2 separate regions of the Sus scrofa genome follow, and region 2 is linked to region 1. The links are chromatin contacts, called in public promoter capture Hi-C maps. All regions are on one chromosome and are shown on one strand. Each heading gives the region's core, a stretch centred on a gene start, on an enhancer-like site or on the middle of the called end of the contact. The rest is flanking DNA. Distances are from core to core; before and after follow the strand shown. Region 1 holds the start of FXR1 (fragile X mental retardation syndrome-related protein 1). Region 2 holds the start of DNAJC19 (DnaJ heat shock protein family (Hsp40) member C19).

What was found. Promoter capture Hi-C pulls out the DNA fragments that hold promoters and counts their contacts.
Region 2: a contact with region 1 is called in a promoter capture Hi-C map of fetal liver, with 2.7 times the contacts expected there. The contact joins the promoter of DNAJC19 here to the promoter of FXR1 in region 1. A contact is called at or near these places in 2 of 5 promoter capture datasets (fetal liver and fetal skeletal muscle), 3 of 47 Hi-C or Micro-C datasets (heart right ventricle, liver and skeletal muscle) and 2 of 2 datasets of contacts at active chromatin or transcription factors (alveolar macrophages and skeletal muscle).

What each region holds. Positions count from the first base shown.
Region 1 is chr13:118,836,569-118,844,224 of Sscrofa11.1, reverse strand. It overlaps FXR1 (fragile X mental retardation syndrome-related protein 1), which reads right to left and starts at 4,911. Exons shown (of 18, transcript XM_021071238.1): 1 at 4,858-4,911; 2 at 4,615-4,704. The coding sequence starts at 4,665.
Region 2 is chr13:118,909,171-118,916,826 of Sscrofa11.1, reverse strand. It overlaps DNAJC19 (DnaJ heat shock protein family (Hsp40) member C19), which reads left to right and starts at 3,557. Exons shown (of 7, transcript NM_001190204.1): 1 at 3,557-3,713; 2 at 4,542-4,593; 3 at 4,673-4,746; 4 at 6,137-6,175; 5 at 6,178-6,215; 6 at 7,305-7,375. The coding sequence starts at 3,711.

The sequences.
Region 1 (7,656 bases), core at 3,662-6,161:
GCTATGCTATAATACGTAATTGAAGTGAGAAACCCTAGAATTAAATTTTATTTCAGCTACAGTATAACTGGGACAAGTTACTTTATCATTATTGTCAGATTCCTAATATGTAAAATAAGGATAAACACATACACCTCATGTAGTCCTAACAAAATGAGGAAATACAGGTATAAGCCTCAAAGAATATATAGTTAATAATATTCATAGTAAACTATTATCTTATAGAAGGCACACAAATACCTGATGATATAAAAAATATAAAGGTTCATAAAAATAAAAATATGGAAAGAAGTATGTTTTCTCTAAGATAAGGTCCTGACAATATTTTCTCTAGGCAGCTAACATTATGTTTTTCTTTTTTTGCTTTTGTGTTTTCAAATTTTTCATTAATTACACATTGCTCTTATAATACAAAAACAAAACTTTACAGCAACAGTATTTAAATTCAGCTTTTTAAAATTAAGTGGCCTTTTCACGCAATCAAACCTTAGGGTTTTTTTTTTTACGTATTTATAAAAACTGCATTTTAAAACATGTACAACTAAAAATAGCTTCAAAATATATGGAACTATATGTTTTTAACTAATAGAGTGTCCCTAATATAATTAAGACAGCCACCATCTTTTACACAGTTAAAAACCTCTATAAAGAAATCAACAACCGTCTACACTAACTTTGAAAAATCAATACATTCTCAAATCACAACTCCTTTACTATAACTCTATAGGTCATCATCATTATCAATAATAAACCTATTGCATAATTACCTCCACGTTCCCTTGTAACATCAAATTAAGCTAAAGCAAAAAGGAAATTTTGGAAATACAGTACTCTAAAATATGTTTTGTAGTTGATAAATTACATAGTCAAAAACAGAAGTTGCAGAGCTCTAAAAGTACCTTCTACTATGCAACCCTTGAAAATTCAGTCATCTTAGAGATCACACAGTTCCCTGGAACACCAAGGAAACTTTACAAGAGCCAGAAATTGAGTAACTTACTTTAAACTTTTATTTAAAATTATATTCTGCCTACAGCAATGCAAGCTGCAATGCTATTACAAAGCTTAATATTATATACATCAGTTAAAAGGCATTTTAATGACTCCAAATAGGCACAAGGCTTCTTTGGGGGTAACAAAAAAGTTCTAAAATAAGACTGTAGTAATAGTTACACATTCTATAAATACACTATCACAGAATGTAAATTCTATTTGAAAACTTTTTAAAAAAGAAAAAAAAAAAGGTACCTTAAATGACTAAGTAGTATAAACCCACTGATGCTCTGCTCCAGATAAATAAGGCTGTATAAGCAAAATTTTATATAAAATTACATCCCCATCAAGTGCTTAATAAACATTTCCCATTTTTCCCAATCCCCATTGAATTACAGGGCTTTAAGCAGGAGTATGTCATGTTTTTATTTACCTAACAACCACAGATCCACTGTTGTTAGGTAAAAAGAGCAGGATGCGGAACAAAGTATTTAGTGTATCATTTGTGTAAATATTTGGAGGGGGAAAAGACTATCTTAATTTTGGGTGTTTTTCACTGGTTCCAATTATTTTGTGAAATGAAGGTTTAGTTCCACTAAAAATCTTTAATCAATGTCTACAGAGCACTGCTTCAAGCAGATAATGGCTGCTAAACTCATGACTTTGAAATTCTTCAATGGCCATTCACATTCATAGCCAAGTCTGTGGGGGTAGGTTAGAGGGGAGGCAAAGGAGAGAAAAATGAGGAAAATCAGAATCACCTGTACACTGAAAACCACCACTAAAAGTACACCAAAATGTTAACAGCTGTTACCTTAAGGCAACTTGTTTTTTTCCGTTAGTTTCCAGAATTCCCTCACTGACCATGTATTATTTTTTAAATTAGAAAAAATTACTTAAAATCACTTCTATGCTAACTGAAAAAAGCCAAATTCAAAACTCTACACAGTATTCTGTATAATGCTATGTTTAGGACATTATGGAAAAGGCAAAACTATGAGGACAGAAACCACCAAAGGTTCTGGGAGTGAGGACAGAGGCTGACTACAAAGGAGTATGAGAGAAATTTGGGTGGAATGCCTCTTCCTCTTACTTAGTACTGGTGTTACAAAACTGTTAGCATGTATCAAAAGCTTATATAATTGCATATTAAATAACTTATTTTACTATATGCCAATTAATCTCAATAATTCATGTAGCTAAAAATAAAGTGCTTTTGCAATGGGCCAATTTTTTTCCAAGTGGACAGTTTCAAGGGATAAAAAATATTGCAGACTACTGAATTACTTCAAACCCCTCATTTCACAAAAAGAAAATAGGCCCGAGGAGACTGTTCAGCAGTACATTGCTAAATAAGATTAAACTGAAGTAGAAACCTAGAATTCCTATTTGTTTAAATTTAAATGCACAGCTCCTTCCACTTCACCATCTTCACTCTCCCAGAGCTCTGAAGACCACAGTTTTCACATAGTGCATGTATAGATGGATTATGGCAAAACAAAATTCCAAACATCCAAGTGCTCTCTCAATAGACACAACTGTGGTCTTTCCTAACCTCTGCCAACGAAACATCTTACTTTGTTAGGCAAAAACGGGTAATGGAATCAAAACCTAAGAATCAAACAGAATTGCACAGTATGGACAGGTATCAACAACAAATACTTTAGAGTTCCAAAATGGGGATATTTGATTTGTGAACTGACAAAAACAGAAAAAATAGAAAAAAAAAAAAAAAACCTATGAGAAACCAAAGTAAGATGGTAATCTTCACTAAAACTTTCAAACTGATGATCTTATTGAAGCTTTTAAAATAAAAAAAAGCATATGCATAACAAGTGATCAACATAAATATAACCATCTTTGCTATAAAGAAATGGTGTTGCATCTATCTACACATGCTGAACATAATTTGTTACGGCAAATAACCCTTTTCTGTTTCAATATGCCAGGAAAAAATTCATACCTCCATTATACAAGAACTGTACACAAAAACTGAATAGACAATGATGCAAAACTAATGAACCTTATCTACCTGACAAAAAAAGTATGGTAATCCCATTCTATGTGCACTGTGTCACAACACAACTGTGTCTGCCTTGCTCAGAGAAGGCAACCATTAGGTTTAAAAACAGCAGTTAAAGTGTCCAATTTTTAGGTAGGCCTTTTGTCTGATACTAAGTTTTAAACAGATACTGATAAGGTATAACTAGTCACGCATTAAAGTACTCTTCCCCACCAAGCAGTCACCGTTTTTACTTTATGTTAACCACGTAAGGAGATTTAAACTCGTAAAAAGCCTAGGGAGATCCTTTTAGACGTCAACTCTGACTCCCCACTATGCTGTTACCACGTGACAGCTAAACCAATTCCACACAGCTAATCAGTAAACTAGGAGAGTAAAAACAAGGCTGAAAATAGCAAATTACGACCACCTAATAAAATCAAACTCCGCGGGAGATCAAAGGTACGCTAAAACGAATTCATTCTGCGTACTCACAATACTCCTGTATTAGGAGAAGGCCCTTCATAAAAATAGCCAGGACTCTCAAACATTTGAGATGCTGGCTTAGTGAGGTTGACTGACAGACAACAGCTGGGGAGATTTTGTATTGATCTTGTAACACCCTAACACACTTCAGAAGAAAGGGAGAATAGGGAGAAAGGACCGTTATAACAGCAAAACTAATCTGCAAAGATTTCATTTTCAGTTATGTGACCCCTACACTATAAGCCCCTACTAAATTCCTCTACTCTCGAATTCTTTTCCGTTTTCCAGCTCGGATCCCATAGTAATGCATCGCCTTCCTTCCAATGAAAACAAACAAAAACCTCGTGGGGCGGGGGGCGCAAAAATCAGTATCTCCTCCTAAATATACTGAGTAACTGATAGTCACCTCCCCACCTGTCTCCTTGATACAGTTCACGTTTTAAACCTTAAAGCCTAGAACCCTCTCCTTTTCTTTCGTTATAAGGAGCTAAGGCGCCGCCCAATTTCCCAGGCCGCAGAAAATATTCCTACCCGCCACATTTCAAGGTTTTCTAGCTTTATCTTCGATCCTAACTCTCAACCCGGTACCCGCTCCCCCTTCAGACACTCAAGTTTATTAGCCCAAAACCCTAGTACAAAGGTGAATTCCTGAGATTCCGCGAGGCGCCCCCCATGGGGGTGGGGAAGGGTCGGAGCAGCGGGCAGAGGCGCTTCCGCTCGGCCCAGTCCGAGGGGCGGGGGAGCCGCTGTGACCACACAATCCCACCACCTCTTTTCACGACCCCCCCACCTCCCGGCGCTCGGGCCTGCTCCCAGGGAACTCCCTGCCGCCCTGCAGCCACTCGGCTCCTCCTCACCGGCCAGCCAACGGCCGCACTATCATCCAAGAAGAAGGTTCAGAAGTGGGAATACGCAAGAGATGTCCGAAGTGTTGTTTCAAAACATAACGGAGCCCGGGCCCCCGAGACCGTTAAACCGCGGGTGGAGGGGGGAGAAGCGACGAACCCAGAGGCCTCGGGCTTTGGCCTAGCCGCACTTTTCGACCCCACACCTCACTCTCCCGAACCACCAACCCACTCCCAAACCTGCCCTAGGCCGCAGAAGACCAGACAAAGCGGCAGAAGGGTTGGTACCTTGTAGAAAGCCCCGTTGGAGCCGCGAACCTCCACCGTCAGCTCCGCCATGTTGGAACCGCAAAGGCCGCTGGGAAGAGATTCTAGAAACTTTCCAACCAGAGGGGAGGAGGAGGGCGGGGCGTGAAGGAGGCAGGGGGAGGGGCGGGGAAAACAGGGCGGGGACTGGGATCCCCCGCCCCACACCCCTGGGGTCTCACCGCGCCGCCCAGACTCTCCCAGTGGGATCCCTCAGTTTCTTACATCACTTGCCCGGGGCTCCGCCCGCCCGCCGCCAAGCCCCGTCCTTCTCCCGACACAATCGCTTGGCCTTTGCTGACCCGCCCCTACGTCCCCGCCCCGTGTCCGCAGTTTGCCCGCCCCAGACGTCGGTACTTCCAGCCGCAAGAAGTGAACTTCTGGAGCGCCGCCAGCCCCACGCTTTTGCATTCCGTTGGCTTCGGACACCCTGCCCTGCAACTTCCTTGAGTGCTAGTAGCCCTGGAGAGCAACTCTAGGGGCTTCCAGACGCCCACTACCACAAACTTTAAGAGGACGAGGGAGCCTAAAAATGTACATACTATGTCGTCTAAATTCGTCTCGCTCTTAAAAAAAAAAGAAATCGGTGGTCTCCTGACTCAAATTCCACAGTTCCACACCTCCTTACATTCATTGTTCGAGCCAGCCCTCTCCCCACCTGTTAGCACTTTAGTTGTTTAAAAAGTCAAACTAAGTAAAGTTCAGCTTAGATGGGCTCACAATCCGCAGCAGAGTTTAGGAGGTAATGCTCATTATTAGAAGTAATCAAAAAAATTCGACAAAGCCGGACACCACATTTTCCCCTACTGCAACGCGTGCGAACTTCCACAAACAGGATCAAACCCGAATTAACTGTTTTGTCAGAACCTACACCAACACAGTAAGTGATATTATGGAGATACTTTGAGTACCTATCTTATTAATCCTGAAACGTTTTCCCAAAGCAAGGCCTTTGGAAATAATACCAGAATTATTCTTTTCCATGTACTGTATTACCATTTTGACAGAAAAACTCTAGAAAAGAATGCTTTGCTTTAAAGGAAATGCCCACTTGCCTAGTCCTAGCCTTTTCTGGGGAAAGCTACTGGAACACTAAGAACCTAAGATTTTGATCAATTTTGTGACACCAAATTTAGTTGGAGTTGTCTTAATAAAATCTGATATGGAAGTATGCTATAATCATTTTAAATAATTTTAGGAATTTTCCCTCCTGGCGCAGCGGAAACGAATACAACTAGTACATAAGGACTGGGGTTTGATCCTTGGCCTCAGTGGGTTAAGGATCCAGGCATTGTGGTGAGCTCAGGTGTAGGTTGCAGACCAGCTCAGATCCTGTATTGCTGTGGCTGTGGTGTAGGCCTGCAGTTGTAGCTCCAATTCAGCCCCTAGCCTGGGAACCTCCATATGCCGCAGGTGTGACCCTGAAAAGACAAGAAAAAAGAAAATAATTTTAATTTGACTAAATTGAAACTATAGCTTTTCTTCCTCGAGACAGATTTAGAAAGTCTAAAATAACATTTAATATTTCAACCAACAGTTTTTAAAACAGATTGTGCCATATTTTAAATAGCTAATGAAAGACTCAGGAGTCATAAAATATTTCAGCTTTTGTTCCATAGGATCTTTGATTTATCACAATACATTATCAGACATTGAGTATAAGAATTAATATAAAAGAAAACTGCATTAAACCAAACTGTTGAGTTCAGTTATCTTATATTGTAGTGTACCTTAATTTATTTCTTAAGATATAGGCAACCCAGGATGACCGAAGAAGGAAACTATACTGGTATTACTCTGCAAATCACAGAGAGCCTCATTCCACCCTAGGCCATTACCTAATGTAAAGTTGAAGCACAAAGGACTAAATTACATCCCCACTTGAAGAATAATTAATAATAAGAGTTAAGAGCATGGGCTCTGAATATGGATTGCCCATTTGAAATCCAAAAGAAGTCTGTCATTTTCTAGTTTGGACTCTGTATGGGAGAGAAAAATTTTTATTAATGTTTTGCCACAAAGATTTTAGGTTGTTTAGAATAGCAGTTAGCATTAATTAATCTGATAAATGGGAGTTCCTGCTCTGTCTTGGGAGCGCTGGGACCCATGTTGGATGCCTATCCAAGCACAGTGGATTGGATGGCATGCTGCAGTTGAGGCTTAGGTCTCCATTGCCACTAGGATCTGATCCCTGGCCCAGGAACTCCATATGCCTTGGGGCAACCAAAATCAAAAAAAAAAAAAACAAACAAACAAAAAAAACAGCAACAAATCTGACAAATGCATATCCCTACTTTAGTACTTATATCAAAATAAATTCTAGTTGGAACAAAGATTTAACAGCAAAAATAATCATTAAAATAGTACAGGTAAATATGGGTAAATTTTAAACTATTATTTAATTGTTTCTGCCATAATAAAATGCCCAGAAACCAATGGGGAAAGACTTGTAAATTTGAATCCAAAAACACCTAAAACTAATCAAAGAAAAAAAATTACCATAAACAATATCAAAAGTTAGCCATGAGTAAAAATTACTAAATTCCTTACTAAATAAAGATCTCTTACAAATCAAATCATAAGGAAGCACAAATAATCCCACAGAAAAATGGACAAAGAAGATGAACAGTTGACATAAAATTAAATATAAATTAAAACAGTAAAAATGCTCACAGCTAAAACTATCAACAAAAACATACATATTAAAACATCATTTAGATAACAATTTTTATCTCCTTGAATGATAAAGGTTTAAAAGTTTCATGAAACAAGTGTTAGAAAAAATTTGGAAAATGGCCATGTTGATACACGAATATGTAAATTGGTTAAACCTCTATGGAGACATTTTTTTTAAAGGTATCAACATTTAAATTAATCATACCACTTAAGGTAGCAATTCAATTTACACAAATTTATCCTACAGATACACTCAATAAATTTACAGGATTGTTTATAAGGAATTTTCATGGATGGAAGGAACTCACAGTCACAATAAAGGAAAAAACAAATGAAAGAGGAAAGGAA
Region 2 (7,656 bases), core at 2,308-4,807, 74 kb before region 1:
CCTGTGGCGTATGGAAGTTCCCAGGTTAGGGGTCGAATAGCAGCTATAGCTGCTGGCCTATGCCACAGCCATAGCAATGCAGGACCTAAGCTGCATCTGTGACCTACACCAAAGCTTGCAGCAATGCCGGATCCTTAACACACTGAGCAAGGCCAGTATCCTCATGGATACTATTCAGGTTCATTTTGGCTGAGTCACAATGGGAACTCCTTTCCATTCTTAAGTTATATAATTCAATGAATTTTGTCAAATGTTCCCCTCTATAAGATCATTCCTATAGCAGATAAACATGCTTTTATTTCTTCCACCTCAAAAACAAACAAACAAAAAACTCTCCTTACACTGCTTCTCCCCCTGGTTACTACCTTATTTGTCTAATTCTGTTTTCAGGAAAATTCCTTGAAAGAGATATCTTATAAATCATATCTCCACCCTTTCTCTTCCCATCCACTCTTGAATGTACTTCAATCTGATTTTGTTCCATTATTTTGCATAAACTCTTCTCATAAATATCACCGATGATCTCTAGTAGTCAATTCTCAGCTTTTCTTTCATTTGACTATTAGCAGCATTTTAAAGAGTACCTTTAAATGAACACTTTCTTCATTTGGCTTCTGGGACACTCACCTAGTTTCTGGTCACCCCCTTTCAGTCTAATTTTCCTCATATCCCCAGATTCTAAATATGAAAGATATCAAAACACAATCCTTCTTCCTTTTCTTTACCTCTCCACTTATGCGTTGGATGATTTCATCTGCTCCATGGCCTTGAAAACCATCTATGGGCTGATGATTCTCAGACCTCTCTCTTGACACCAGAATTATATATCCAAATGCCTATGTGAAACTCCTTAATATCCAGTTGATATTTCGAATTTAACACACAAAAACTCCCACCCCCAGCTCACTCTTCCTGAAGTCCTTCCAGTTCCATGAAGTGGCAACTCCAGCCTTCCAGCTACTAAAACCTACTGCTTGGGAGTCATTCATTAATCCTTTGTTTCTTTCACATACTACATCTCATCCATTAGCAAATTCTATCAGCTCTTCCTTCAAAGTATAAGCAGGAATCCAGCCACTTCTACCTCTATTGCTGTAACCAACTCCTACTTGATTGCAGTAGCCTCTCACAATAATTACCATTCATGCTGGAAACAAAGGGCATATCTGAGTGGAGTAACTGAAGAAATTTTAACTGGGGACTGTTCACAAAGTTGTGGACAGGATTGAGGAAAATTAGCAAATGACAGTCAAGTATTCAGTGTCTAGCACAGCTTCAAGGGTCAATGAACGCCTTACCACCCTTAGACATGAAATAACAAGGAGTGAGAGTAATTACCTGAACACACACACAACAGGAACTGTATTCTTCACTGGAAAAACTCAGCTAGCCTTCAGCAACCACCAGAAATGAAAATGGAAAAATGAAGACCATGAACTCACTCTCCTCCTGTCTTCTGATCTTTTTTGATCACAGATGTAACTGAACCCCAAGCTGGAAGACAAGGAAGCCCATTGATTCAGTCCATTAAGGTCAGCCTCCTAGCCTCCTGTGTTCCTCTGGGACACAGAACAGAATGTAAAAGAGTAGAGAAGGGATCTGGAGGGGGAAAATAAATATATTTGGCAAAATATCATCATCTGCAAAACAGAAATAAGTATTACTGTCATGAAGTGACGTGAAATCATCAACATAAAGCATTTAGCACAATGTCTGACATACAGTTTTTAGGGGAAAAAACCTTTTATTTGCCTGGCATCTTATTTCCAAGGGTGGATTTTCCTGGAGTGATGCTTTCTAAACCCCAGATCATGACTAGTTAGTGAGCTGTGAACTTAATGGGTTTTGGGGTTTTGCTTTGTTTTTGTTTATTTTTTCAAGAAATAGAAAGACCAGCATGCATCTCTTGAAGCAAGTACAAGCACTGTCTCAAAAACATTAATTTCCATTAAATTCAATTTAAGTTCACATTAAATTCAATGTGAATTTGTGTGTGTTCAAGTATGTATTTCCTAAGGTCACAAGGTAAAATACATTTCTTACTAGGAATCATGGTTAAAAAAAAAAAAAAGTTTGAAAGCTACAAAGTAAGAATACTTCTAGCTGTTCCTTCTCACCTCTCATTTATTCCTCCCTAAGAAGTGATTTACCTGCTTACAAAAATTTGGCAAGGTAACCATCATTACCCTTGTTTTTACAAATGAGAAAACTCAAGAGTCAGAAATAACTTGTCCAAAGTCAAACAATTAACAAGTCACAGAGACAGGCTATACATCTAGCTTGATTTGCCTCCAAAAACAGAGCTATTTTTAACTTCAAGTGTTTGCTTGTGTTGTCCACCCCTAGTTTCCTAAGACTGGCCTCGTATACCATGAGCAAGCTGCATGTCATAGTTTGTACATGACAAAACTACACATAACAGAAAGTTTTGGAGGGAGCAGTCTAGCTTTTTGCTGTCAGTTTGCTCCCAAGGTCTTATGTCCCAGTTGACATAAGAAAAGTTACTTCTTTTGTAGTTGTTGGGTAAAAGCTAGATAAAAGAGAAGCAAAAGAGAAAGATGTAGACGTCAACACTAGGGTCTTAGTGCTGGATCATTTGTGGACAATAAATTACAGTATGAAAATCTTAGGGCTATTAAAGCTCTTGGAGCTCCAAACACAGAATATTTTTATAGATGAGAAAAGCAAAGCCAACAAATTCACATATTTGTCTAATCAACAAGCTCTTCAAAGCAGAATTTCATTGCAATGTGAATAGATTTCCCAAATACTTTGTAAATTCTAAGTGGGAAGTAATTCCAAATTTATTTTGATCAAACATCATGTTGGAAAATTTCCACTATTGTCTCCATTATTTTTCCCTTCTCAAGCATGTATGTAGGGATATATGAAACTGATGCCCTGTAAGGGCAAAACCAAATCTTACTTTTTATTTTAAGGAGAGGGGGAGAAATTTTAAAAGGTATTTTTCAGTTATGGTGATTTTGAGATCTCATGATCAGAATGTTAATTGTCTTTGAAGTAGTAATTCTTTTCCACAAAATCGACCCCCAAACATTCACATAAGTTCCTGTCAAGTCACGTATTTAAATAAAACTTTTTTAAACAATGCAAAAAATAAAGATACCAAACAACACCTCGAACACACTGTGGTTTGCTCATTTGGTTTTCTCCTTGCTATACTGGGTTGATACGTATTTACGTGGACTTGTTATGGCATATTTATGTATATTCATTACACCTAACAGTTTAAAAACAAAACAAAACAAAACAAATGACAAATGGAAGTGCTAAACGGTAAATAAAGAAAAATGTTCTGAGTGAAGAAGTTACACAGTGATTGCTCCTGCCCTCCTACAGCAGTATTCTTCCCCCGCAGGAATTTCCAAATACCCTAAGGCCAGGAGTAAAGGACAAAACACACAGGAGCCCCACCTTTTAACCCAGTAAGGAGGCGAGCCGCCCACCCATCAACCAATCCGAAGTCGCGTTCTCCACCTGCCCACTTCTTGAGCGACCTTTTCCTTCTGTCAGCCGTCCCCTTTTACGACAGTTTTCCGGCCTAGTTTACGGCCGCCACTGCCGTATTTCCTGGGACGCCCGTGTCTGAGCGTTTTGTACTTGCTGGTGGTGGCTCGCCACTTTGTGCTAGGGACTTGGGCTGTGATGAACCGCGATCCCGGTGGAGGTAGGGGAGCTGAACAGGAGCCATGGTGAGTGCGGCCATTTGGCCTCCTAAGCAATCTCCCGCCCAGGCCTCGACCTCAGCTCACGGTCTCGGAGAGGAACTTCAGTTGTCACCCTAATGCGACTTTGGGCTAGGGGTGTAGCTCCCTGGGGAGTCACCCTCTCTAGAACACAGAGCTGTTGGCTCACCCTTGTTTTCGGGCCTTTGTGCCCGCCGTACTTGGGGTTCGGAGATTGGTAGAAACGCAGTGGATTATGCCTGCCATTTCCCTAAAACATCCTCACAGTCCTTTGTGTAGTTTGCTCTGTCTTTCCCCTTGGCTCTCTTGCTGATACACCTCTTCTCCATTCCAGGACATGTTTGGCGTTCTTTTTTGTTCTGTAATCGTGAGGCAGGTTGGTCCCGAAAGGGCTATCTATGAAAAGCCAGCCTAGTTAAGCCCATGTTTAACTTTGAAAATGCGTTATCAGAATTTTTTAGGAATCCTCTGTAAACATTTCTTCCTTTTCTAGTAGAAACTTTATTTCCATTGCTCTTGATTGAATTTTAATGTGACTTCACTTACCCAAAAGGTGAAAGAGAGGTTTTTTCAAGGGGAGGGAAATAATCCGTTTCACTCTTGTAAAAGTAAATAAGCAAATCTATTTTCCTTTTTCTTCCGTAGTTAAAATCCCATTCCTTCACAGTGCATTGGATATAAAATTTTCAGGATCATTGGGCAGAATATTTTTCACCCTAAAAGTTGTTTCTCCCATTGAAATAAAACTTGTAATGAGTTGGAATGGAGAAATGGGTGTGATAGGGAAGGGTGAGAATCAGAGAAATAAATGCTTACTCTGTTTCCCCTTACCAGGCTAGTACAGTGGTAGCAGTTGGACTGACCATTGCTGCTGCAGGATTTGCAGGTTCGTTAATGGTTTGGGTGTGGAAGTGAAGTAGGGGAGGTTGGAGATTTCTTAATTATTTTATTGCTTTTGTTTTTAGGCCGTTACGCTTTACAAGCCATGAAGCATATGGAACCTCAAGTAAAACAAGTTTTTCAAAGTCTACCAAAATCTGTAAGACTAAACATTTTTGTTAATTCTTTGCTATCTGTGTATGAGGCCTAGAACCACACTTGAAGAGGGTGAAATCTCCAGACATCCATGAAGTTCTGAGTGATAGCTTTGGACCCCTTTTCTTGCCTTCCACAAGGAAGGTTTACAAGTTCTGAGCTTTGTAGTGGTGCTGCCCTAAAAAAATTAAATGTTATGTGTAATGGATTTGGGGAAGAGGTTTTAGCATCATGAAAGTTAATATCACTTTATTGTTTACATATGGTTATCTTTATCATTTGTCCACATTTTTGCCATCCTTAAACTGCTCTACATCACAAACACAGGGATCAAAGAACCTGAAGTGATCCATCTTTACTGTGTGGTCTGGCACTCCCTGACGTGATACTTGAGTAACACTGCAGTTACCTAGGCTCTAAAGTATGACTGGATGTAATGATGATACCTTCTGTGGTCAAAATTCAGAATGAATTTGAATGTGACACAGATGGTAGGCTTTACTAATACGAGTTTTGACATACTAAGGTCAGTGAACGTAATAGCCTGATTTTCTCAATACATATCTTAAAATCTTATTTGAGTAGTTGCCTTGAACCTCAAAATATCCTAGACTTACTTGTCTCAAAAGATATCTAAATTCTCTTCTTAAAGAACTTGTTCTAAAACAGTCATATTCTGACTCAGCAGGTTAAGGATCTGGCTGTCACCACAGCAGCTCAGGTGGCTGCTGTGACTTGGGTTTGATCCCTGGCCCGGGAACTTTAACATGCTGCAGGTGCAGCCAACAAAAAAGTCATATTCTGAGATCAAATTTTTATCTATAATGTGGCTAACTTGAAATAATCTTCCCGGAGTTCCCGTCGTGGCGCAGTGGTTAATGAATCTGACTAGGAACCATGAGGTTGCAGGTTTGATCCCTGGCCTTGCTCAGTGGGTTAAGGATCCGTCGTTGCCATGAGCTGTGGTGTAGGTCGCAGAGGCGTCTCAGATCCCGCATTGCTGTGTCTGTGGTGTAGGCCAGCGGCTACAGCTCTGATTCGACCCCTAGCCTGGGAACCTCCATATGCCGCAGGAGCAGCCCAAGAAATGGCAAAAAAAAAAAAAAAAAAAGAAAAGAAAAGAAATAACCCTCCCTTCACTCCCAGAAGAACTGGCTTTGAGGCACTGTTGTTTTGTATCTTTAAGACAGCTTAGGTTTTCGCAGGGAGGTGGGAGGTGGATCTATAATGATCATTAAAATATTTGTTTCTACTAATAAAGCTAAAATACCATGGTAATTGCACTTAAAGTTCTCTGAAATGTCTTCAGTTTTCTGCTGGTTCTATAAATATTTACACTTTAAAAATAATTTTCATCTTATTTTAATAATCTTAAAATGCATTTACTCTTTCAGGCCTTCAGTGGTGGCTATTACAGAGGTGGGTTTGAACCCAAATGACAAAACGGGAAGCAGCATTGATACTAGGTGTAAGGTAAAATAATTTCTTATATTTTTAATATTTTCCTTCAACTTTAGAGCTATAAGCAAATGTAAGAAAAACCTTTTTATTAGGAAGGAGTTATTGTATCATGTACATTTTTAAGATCTGAACGTTTCCGGAGTTCCTGTCCTGGCGCAGTAGAAAGAATCCGACTAGGAACCATGAGGTTGCAGGTTTGATCCCTGGCCTTGCTTAGTGGGTTAAGGATCCGGTGTCTCTGTGACCTGTGGTGTAGCTCGAAAACTTGGCTCGAATCTGGTGTTGCTGTGGCTCTGGCTGGTCCAGTGGCTACAGCTCCGATTTGACCCCTAGCCTGGGAACCTCCATATGCCTCAGGTGTGGCCCAAAAAAAAGGACAAGAGACAAAAAAAAAAAAAAGAAAGAAAAGAAAATCTGAACATTTCCTACAATGTCCAACAAGAAGGTACATTGACACATAGTATTTTAACTCACTGAAGGTAGATTTTTCAACAGATAGTCACAGTGTTCAGTATTATTCTCTGAGTAACACATTTTTTGTGGTGAAATTCTGCCTTCATTTCCAAATACTTAAACATGCTTTCCTTTTCAATAAAAGGATTATGGTAGTGAATAGTTTCAGGTTCAACTGAGTATTTGAGATTTCCCTATTTATTTTTCTAAGGAGCTCTCTTTAGTTCTGTGATTCAGAATGTTCATCTTCCTTATGTTAGAAAAGAGTTTCCTAAATAGTTTTTTTTTCAGGGCCACACCCACAGCATATGAAAGTTCCCAGGTTAGGGGTCCAATTGGAGCTGTAGCCCCCAGCCTACACCACAGCCCCAGCAAGGCCAGATCCAAGCTGCATCTGCAACCTACAGCAGTCACAGCAATACCGGATCCTTAACCCACTGAGCTAGGCCAGGGATTGAACCTGAGTCCTCATGGACACTAGTCATTCATTTCCACTGAGCCATGATGGGAACTCTCTAAATGGCTTTTCATACTGTTATGTTCATTTACTCGTTTCACAGTATCTTCAGTTGACCTTTTAAAGTACCATTTTATAATGTGACCCAGAATTAGTCTGAAGTAAGCAATACTTTTTCTTTTTTAAATTAGCCCTACTGCCAATAAAGGAAAAATAAGAGATGCTCATCGACGAATTATGCTTTTAAATCACCCAGACAAGGGTAAGTAGTCATTAAACTATTGCTAATAGTGCCGATGGGAGTGACTAATTGTTATTGGTGGGATAATTTTATAGCCAATTCTCGATTATTATAAAAGAAATGCCTACATCTCTTTGTGAGCACTGTCTCCCAAGCTGTATCCATTTGTTTTGTTATCTCAAAAGAATTAATTTTGAGTGAAAAATTTATAGACTAATGAGCAGATTTAATAACTCCTTTAATTTGGAAACAGTGATAAGCATAAACCATGTTTTGAGATATGCAGTTGTGATGTGACTTCC